2 separate regions of the Mus musculus genome follow, and region 1 is linked to region 2. The links are chromatin contacts, called in public promoter capture Hi-C maps. All regions are on one chromosome and are shown on one strand. The core of a region is the stretch at or near the end of the contact, and the rest is flanking DNA. Distances in the headings are between cores, read along the strand shown.

What was found. Capture Hi-C pulls out chosen DNA fragments and counts their contacts.
Region 1: a promoter capture Hi-C map of liver shows a contact between it and region 2. The contact joins two enhancer-like sites. A contact is called at or near these places in 1 of 15 datasets of contacts at CTCF or cohesin (the NIH/3T3 cell line), 7 of 484 Hi-C or Micro-C datasets (the HPC-7 cell line, embryonic fibroblasts, embryonic stem cells and 1 more), 1 of 115 datasets of contacts at active chromatin or transcription factors (large pre-B cells) and 4 of 9 other capture datasets (adipose tissue, embryonic stem cells, liver and 1 more).

What each region holds. Positions count from the first base shown.
Region 1 is chr15:100,201,923-100,206,328 of GRCm38.p6, reverse strand. It overlaps Dip2b (disco interacting protein 2 homolog B), which reads right to left. Exons shown (of 38, transcript NM_001159361.2): 31 at 3,973-4,141; 32 at 3,027-3,197; 33 at 1,185-1,246. Among named protein-coding and RNA genes, the nearest start is that of Atf1, 24 kb to the left of the region's middle. Within about 2 kb of position 1,543, at least 88 of the 459 cell types and tissues checked have an H3K27ac peak or open chromatin away from gene starts, as enhancers often do. A contact at or near this core is called in liver and pancreatic islet, where this site is marked.
Region 2 is chr15:100,386,151-100,390,078 of GRCm38.p6, reverse strand. Slc11a2 (solute carrier family 11 (proton-coupled divalent metal ion transporters), member 2) reads left to right here. Exons shown (of 17, transcript NM_008732.2): 17 at 918-2,181. The coding sequence ends at 995. Among named protein-coding and RNA genes, the nearest start is that of Higd1c, 24 kb to the right of the region's middle. Within about 2 kb of position 2,033, at least 38 of the 459 cell types and tissues checked have an H3K27ac peak or open chromatin away from gene starts, as enhancers often do. A contact at or near this core is called in liver and pancreatic islet, where this site is marked.

The DNA.
Region 1 (4,406 bases), core at 294-2,793, 180 kb after region 2:
GGATGTCTAACTGGCACCTCTGCTCCCAAAGTGGGCTTCTCACACTCCACACACTTGATGCTCTGGGTCAGTTTACTAGGTTTCAACAGCAGCTCCCACTGTAACAACCTGTTCCCAGGAGTCGAGAGGCGAGCCTCTCCAGGGAAGGAGACCTGCCGTCAGGCCACCAGATATGTCAGCAGGTGGAGTGCTGCTGCTTAACCGTGACACCAAGTACTGTGACTCATGTCCATGACTCCGGTGCTGGGAGGCAGAGACAGGGGAGTCTACGAGGCTGCCCAGAGAGCAATCTTCTCAGAATTGGCAAGCCACAGGTCTCAGAGATTGACCCTGTCCCAGAAAACAAGGTGGATGGTCCCTGAGGAACCAAGTAACACCACCTAGGGTAGTTTTCTGGTGCGCACATATGCACGCATGCTCACACACACACACCCAGCACGAGTGTGGCCTGGGGTCTCTGCCTAGGCACACTGGGGACTAGCCACCAGCCTAATGTGCAAAGGGCTCCGTATCTCAGCATCACGCTGTGGGACAAAACTTAAAATCTCAGTGAGAGAAAAAGCGGCTTCACAAACTATGGACTCAGATTAAGTGTTGTGTCAAAGCCCTGTCCTGGCCTCACGTCTGCCTCATTTTTTTGAACTGCAGAACAAAGACACTATCTATTGTTTGTTTTCTTTTGTTTTTGTTTTTGTTTTTGAGACAGGGTCTCCCTGTATAGCTCTGGCTATCCTGGAACTCAGAGATCCGCCTGCTTGAGTGCTACAGTTAAAGGCGTGCGCCCCACACGCAGCCCCACAAAAGTATATACATTTATAGCTAGAAACTAAGATTACATTTTAATTATAGAACAATACAGCAAGCCAGGCATGATTCCTCATGCCTATAATCTAGCAGAATCAGAGGCAGGAGGATGGCTGTAAGTTTTAGGCCAGCTCAGACTATATAACAAACTGGGGTTTCAAATCCTACTCCACCTCTTGGGTGATGAAAAACCAACCAAGGCCTAAAGCTAATGTCAATGAAGCAACTGTGAGAACTGAAGCTTTTTTTTCATAAACAAAATTCCTATTATTTACTAATGACAGACATGAGACCTTCCCCTTCCTGCATCACCCCTCAAGATGTAAACAAGAGCAGGACAGGGGTGCTGATGTTGAGGTCAAGCTCTGTGCTCACCATACCTGTCATGTCTCAGCGACTTCAGATCCACATACACAGTTGTTGGATCCGGCCCTGAGGTTCCCTAAAGAAGAACAAACCAGCACACTGTTTATTTAAAGCCTGAACGAGCTGTCTCTCTTCCACAAATGGGAAATGTCTGCTGTCGGAGAGCTCATTCTCACTTTCTCTTTAACCAAGTGAGCCATAAAAGGGGGAGCGGGGAGGAGCCTTGGGCCTGGCAACCTCTTGGCTATCTCTGCAGCAATGAAGCAGTACCAAGCCTGGGGAGTGGGTTTGGGTAGTTCCCTACCCAGGGCTCAGAGCAGGGGCTGATGAGAGCAAGGGGCAGGATGGGACTCTACAGGGAAGTATGATGACATTTCCTGCAAGCCTCTTGACCTGGGTCACTGGAGACCAGAGTCTTAGTCACCCTCTCTTCCCCTTGGCTATGCATGCATGCACTTGCCTCATGAGCTGCCAAGCACATAAAGTCAGACTGTTCTAGATCTACCCAGAACAACATGGCAAAAGATGCAGCTTTATTTTTAGAAGGCAAAATATGGGGGACAAGAAGGATGTATATTAATTAATTAATGACATTAAAATAGGACTCAGGGGGCTGGAGAGATGGCTCAGAGGTTAAGGGCACTGACTGCTCTTCCGAAGGTCCTGAGTTCAAATCCCAGCAACCAAATGGTGGCTCAAAACCATCAGTACAGCTACAGTGTACTCATATACATAAAATAAATACATCTTTAAAAAAAAAAAAGGGACTCAGGGAGGTTCCTGGAGCACTCTGTACTAGGAGAGAGTATCACATGGAGGCCACTGGCTTGCTCTTGTCTGAGTGCTTCCCTAGTAATCCGCTGACCTGTAGGCCAACCCTGGGCAAACAAAGGCATCATTTTATAGATGAACATAGGAGATGCAGCAGGCAAGATAAAAAGCCTAAATCTCCACAGTGACCCAGCAGAACCAGTCTCAGGCAGAGCAGCATGGCCTTGAAGACACTACAAGGCCTCACAGTCTACTCAGGGGGTCAGAAGACTGAGGCAGGGAGACTGCTGTGAGTTCATGGTCAGGCAACTCTGTCTCAAAGACCCAGCAGCAGCAACAAGAACTTCATGGTGCTGGAGCTGGTCTGGAACTGCTTGTTTTCAAAATGCTAAACATTGGATCTGGTTGCAGTCAAAACCAGCACTTTCCCCCATACACCAAATGATGTGTAAACTTTGCTTGTTTTTAGTCTCTGACTGATTAAACAAAAGTGGCTGACAGCCAATTACTTGGAGAATAGAGTAGACAAGGCCTTGGTTCCTAGGCTTAGGGGTCACAGGTAGGGACCACGAGGGAGGAAGGAGAAAGAAGACAGGAGAGCCAGAGGTCTCCATTAGACAGGATGGACTAGGACATGTGGCCAAGAGAAATGCCTCCTGAGGACAGTCAGATGGAGCAGAAATAACCCAGGTGAGACTCAAACAGTAAATAACTTGGGGAGTCTAGTTGGGAAATGGCCAGTCTAGTGTAAAAAACATCACCCAAGGGGGCTGGAGAGATGGCTCAGGGGTTAAGAGCACAGGCTGGTCTTCCAGAGGCTGTGAGTTCAATTCCCAGCAACCACATGGTGGCTCACATCCATCTGTAATGGGATCTGATGCCCTCTTCTGGTGTGTCTGCAACAGTGTGCTCACATACATTAAATAAATAAATCTTTTAAACAGCAAAATCAAAACATCGCCCAGTAAATATGCTAATGCTGATTAAATAAATCCATGTAACTCTGACTCAATTACTGTGGGACTCGTAGGGTCATAATAAGAACTAATAGAATTATTAAATACCACACATCAACATGGTGTTACCTGTAAACATATTGCTACATTGACTCTGGATCCAAAAGTGGTGCTGACAGCTCGAGGGGACAGACCGATGTCTTTGAAGAGCTTGGAGAAGGACTGCTGAAGGCTGACACGGGGCCGCTCCTCTGCCACCACCACACAGGTCCGGATGCAAGAAAGATTGATCCCTCTGGTCTGCAAGAAATTGGTGTCAGAAACATAGTTAGAAAGATCCCTTCTTGTTCGGGAAAAGCCAAGGGGTACCTTCTGGGCCCAGACACAGAGAAAAATATCTTTCAGAAAGGAAATGGCCAAATGCCTAGGTACTATCACCTACAGCTGATCTACTCCATGCCTTTCCTCTGGGGCTGAGGAGGGAAGCACCAGGCTAGGATGCACAGGCCCTGGATTGCACCATCACCTCCACAAAAGAAGGGGGGTACCCCAAAACCCAAGCTTTTAGGCTTCTCTTCTCAGCACTGTACTTCTGTTCTAGCCCCATTCCCTTGCATTTCTCTCATTCCCTAGTCTGCAGACAGCTAGCTCCCCACCACCTGTGTTAGTCCTTGGGGTGCTACTTCTCTGTTAGGGAGGGAATTCAGTATGTGACTTCCTCATACCTGGCCACTGGATGCAAACATGAACATGGACCCTGTCCTTCAGGGAGTGCCTCATCTCCAGTGTTCTGGGGTCCTCATTTTGCTGGGAAGAATCTACCCGCAGTGAGTTTCCCACATACTGTTATATAAATAGATCCTCTCCCTTTCCACACAGAATAAAATTAGCTTTGAAAGAATGCACTAAGTTAGGAAGAGGGCCGTTCAAGTCCCTGCCATTTACGAGCTATCCACTCAGTCCTGGACAGCAGGAAAGGGCAGCGGGCATGCTGAGTACCCTGCTCCGGCTGCAGCAGCCCTGGCCTGTCCGTCAACCCTCTAAGGACCGGTCACTCGCTGGGCTTGCTCCTCACCTTCAGCACCTCCACCTGGTTCCCCAGCCCTTTAGTGCACAGCTCCATGACTGAGTAGGAGCAGAAGGTGTCCCTGATCTTGTACTGGTTGACAGTGGCGAGCCAGAGGAAAAGGTTGTTTTCCAGCTCCATAGGAGGGATCAAGACGGACTGGTGACCCGAATACACACTGCAAAAAAGGAAGTGGAGAGTGGACACACTTACCCTCAGCATCGTACCTAGCAGGGCAGAGACAGCAGAGGGCCTTTAGTACAAGGCTGACCATTCCTCTCATCCCTTTATAACTCACAAGACACGTGACCAGAAAACAAGGCAGGCTACAGTAGGTGTGACACAAATTCACAGGAAGAGCCAAGAGCACAGAAGTAAATCAGTTCACTCAAACTGAGAAAGCAGGGGTGGGGTGCAGCACTCAAGAATGAGTGTCTAGAAGT
Region 2 (3,928 bases), core at 784-3,283:
GAAGGGAACTGGAAATATCTTTTTAAAACTGCTGAGGGTGGGGCATGGTTATAAATATCTATAATCCCAGCACCTGGGAGGTGGGGGCTGGGATAAATCAAGACAGCTACGTGATACCTTTGAGGCCAGCTTGACTGTCACGAGTCCTGCTTTTAAGAACCAGAAAGTTATAGGGCGTGAAGACAGTTGTGGTTCCTGATACAGCCTGCAGACACTGGGACCCACAGGTCACTGCTTCTCAGCCTGGCAGACACTGGGACTTGCAGGTCGCTGCTGCTTCTGCACACTTTTCGTTCCCCTAACTACTCAGGAAAGGGCTTTTCTCAAGTGTCAAAGGATAATAGGACCTGAATTACTGGACTCAGGGTTTAGATCATTTGAAATCTGATTTCCAGTACACTGTGGTCATATTATCTATCCTAAAGTCCCAACCTAGCTTCACTCTCGTCATGAGACAGTCAGAATGCATTTAGCATCATCCTTAACTCAGCTCCATCTCAGGCAGCCACGAAGCACACACACTGAAGGTTTTCACCCCCTGCCTGTGTTCTAAGCACGCTTTCTCTGGCACTCCAGGCTGCAGCCTTTCTCTAGAGTGCTCTCTCTACCTCAGGGTTGCTTGGCTGCTGTGTGGCTGACCTCCACACGCCCTCTCTAGGTCCAATCCCAGGGGATCCAGTGCCTCCCTCTGACCCCTGTGGGCAGCAGACGTGTGCACACTACATACACTGATGTACCTAAAATAAAAATCTAAAAAGTGTCCATGATCTTAAATAAGAACCTCACATAACACCATTTTCTATTCTGAAATAAAATTCAATTGTACTGAGCAAAGAGGCCAAAATAATGTGTACGTCCACAGTGTAATTCCTTGCTAGTGACACTAACTGTCTCCCTGTGCTTTTGTCCTCCCTCAGTACCGCCTGGGACTGACCGCTCAGCCTGAACTCTATCTTCTGAACACCGTGGATGCTGACTCAGTGGTGTCCAGATGACTAACAGCCCAGGAGACCTTAAGAACACTTTCTCTAAGCCCTTTCGGGCCAAGTGCCTGTTAGCAAATCCCTTAGTTCGGAGGTGAGCTTGTTCAAAGGTTTTTGAACAAAGGAGAAGTTCTCCTCACGGACTCAGGGTAAAAGCTGACAGTTGCGTATGGGTCAGAGACCCTTCGGAGGCAGTGGGCCTGTGGCAGCTGTGCAGTCCCTCAGGCTTGTGTCTGCACTTCTGGGGTTTAAAGTGTATCGATATGTATTTATGTGAACCCAAACGTGCCAGTTTGGGTAAGATTTTAAGGTTATAAAACTTGATAGATTTTTACAAATGCCTTTCAGGTGAGTTAGGTCTTTGTTCTATTTGGGTAACAAATGAGAAAGGGACCTTTCTGACGATGAACTTCCCCAAAATAACTCTTGAAGCGCTGCTTTACCACAGTGTGTGTGTGTGTGTGTGTGTGTGTGTGTGTGCGCGCGCGCGTGCCTGCCTGCTTCTGCTTGTGGGGGCCACGGGTTGGCATCAGGTGTCTCCAGTCTCTACCACAGTGTGTGTGTGTGTGTGTGTGTGTGTGTGTGTGTGTGTGTGTGTGTGTGTGCGTGCGCGAGTGCCTGCCTGCTTCTGCTTGTGGGGGCCACGGGTTGGCATCAGGTGTCTCCAGTCTCTCTCTGAACATGGAGTTCAGTGTGTGACTGAGCTAGCCAGCCAGTAAGTTCAAGGATCCTCCTGGCCTCGCGCCCCAACACTGTGGTCCCAGATCAGCTGCTACGCCCAGATTTTACACAGTGCTGGGGACCCAAACTCAGGTCTTCCTGGACAGCAGGTACTTTACCAACTTTCCCCCTTTGTCTCTACATCAAGTGTGTCTGTGGCTGTTGTTCCGTTGGTGTCTGTCCACCTGCCCTTTCTTCCCACTCTACGCGCTGACACTCCACACACTGTCCTCACCCTGTCTCTAAGGGCCGCCCGTATGTGTACCGCTGAGTGTCCTGAGGAATTTAAGCATTTTAAGGTGTGTGTTAGCAGAGGTCTGAGGCTCGCACTCGATGGGAACACAGACCATCAGTTTCACTTTAAGCACCGACACTCCAAACGCGCGTGTGCAGGTAGTGAAGCTTTTTGGTTTTTGCTTTAATCCCAACCAGAAATAATCATCCTTGTTATAATAAAGTTCATGCTTAATAGCTAAAAGCTTTTGTCTAGGGGTGCGACTCATTTGTAGAGCTCTTTGCTTGCCCACCACACACACACACACACACACACACACACACAGGCACTCCTGAACACACAAACGCACACACTCATACTCTAACTGTCTTCTTAGGGAATCAGTTAATCAGTTACAGCACTTGACCTGCGTTCCTACCTGGCAGTACAGTAGACAATACAGCAGGCTAGAACTGAATCATAGCTGCCCACTGTCATTGCCATGTGTGCCCCAGGGGCACACGGCTTATCGGGCACAGGGCCTTCATATTCTTCTTTACTTTTTTGCTCTCTAGGCTCTGAGTCTGTAAACCCCATAGGCTATGTGTGACTTTAAATGTCACATTCATCTTTCAGCATTAAATGTAGAAACAGAGAGATCAGACATTACTCTTTTTGTTTTGTTTGGTTTGGTTTTCTAGGACAGGGTTTCTCTGTGTAGCCCTGGCCGTCCTGGAACTCACTCTGTAGACCAGACCAACCTTAGACTCAGATCCACCTGCCTCTGCCTTGAGTGCTGGATTTAAGGGTGGGAGCCACCACCTCCCAGCTTGCGAGGGCATTTGCTAAATTCACCCTTTACAGCTTCTTCACGTCCACCTTGGGGCCTTTAAAAATTTTTTTTTAATTTTATTTTTTAAAGATTTTATTTAATTTATATGAGTATATTCAGACACGCCAGAAGAGGGCATCAGCTCTCATTACAGATGGTTGTAATGTGGTTGCTGGGAATTGAATCAGGACCTTTGGAAGAACAGTCGGTGCTCTGGACTGCTGAGCCATCTCTCCAGCCCAGGGCTTACCTAGAACTTGTTATGTAGACCAGGCTAGCCTCAGACTTAGAGATCCTCCTGCCTAGCCCCCAAGAGCTGGGGTTGAAAGTGTGCTCAGTTCTGCTTGGCCACAAGGCCACTGAAGACTTAGAACAGCCTTGTAGCCTAGGTCACAGTTCTGACCTTAACAGACAGAAGCAGCAGCAGCTGGGCTGAGCTTCGGTTACCGAAGTCCCTGTGTTTCGGTTTGGTGAAGACCCGTCACAGTCCCAGATGAACCCATTTCTTGTACACCCACCCGACCCTCCACTTCTGTTTCTCAGTACTTCTTTCCCTGGGAGATTATGTGGGAGAAGAAAGACTGAAGACAGAAGCATCCTGTTTTGCGATTCATACAAAGGTGAGGCAGATGAGAGAGGTCAAGAACTCTCAAGGCTTTCTGTAGCTCCTCTCTGCGCTTCCTCTGGGTGCAGGTAGGAACAGAGATAAGATGCCACACATTCACAGGTATCATCTCCCCGAGGCCTCACAGCTTCTTGTCAGCAGAAAGTATAATACATACCAAATCCATTGAAAGATTGACGTCTAAAGAGTGAGCCTTGGTTAAGCTTTATGCCATTAAGAACAAGTATGAACTTTGGCTAGCATTCATGAAACCCTTGATTCAACCCAACACTGAAGAAAAAAAAGGGGGTGGTGGTGGTAATGAGGCCTGTGGTGCGCGCCAGCGTTCCAACACTGGAGAGAGAGCTAAGAGGATCAGAAAGACCAGGCTCACCCTTGGCTTTGTGTCCAGTTAAAAATCCTGCGATTTGATGCTTCTTCTGAACTCTTCAGGCACCAGACATGCATGTGGTACACAAACATACATGCAGACAGAACATACACATTAAAAAAAAAAGCAAAAAAGAAGTCAAAAAATGTTAATGGTGCTGGCAAGATAGCTCAGGAGGTAATTA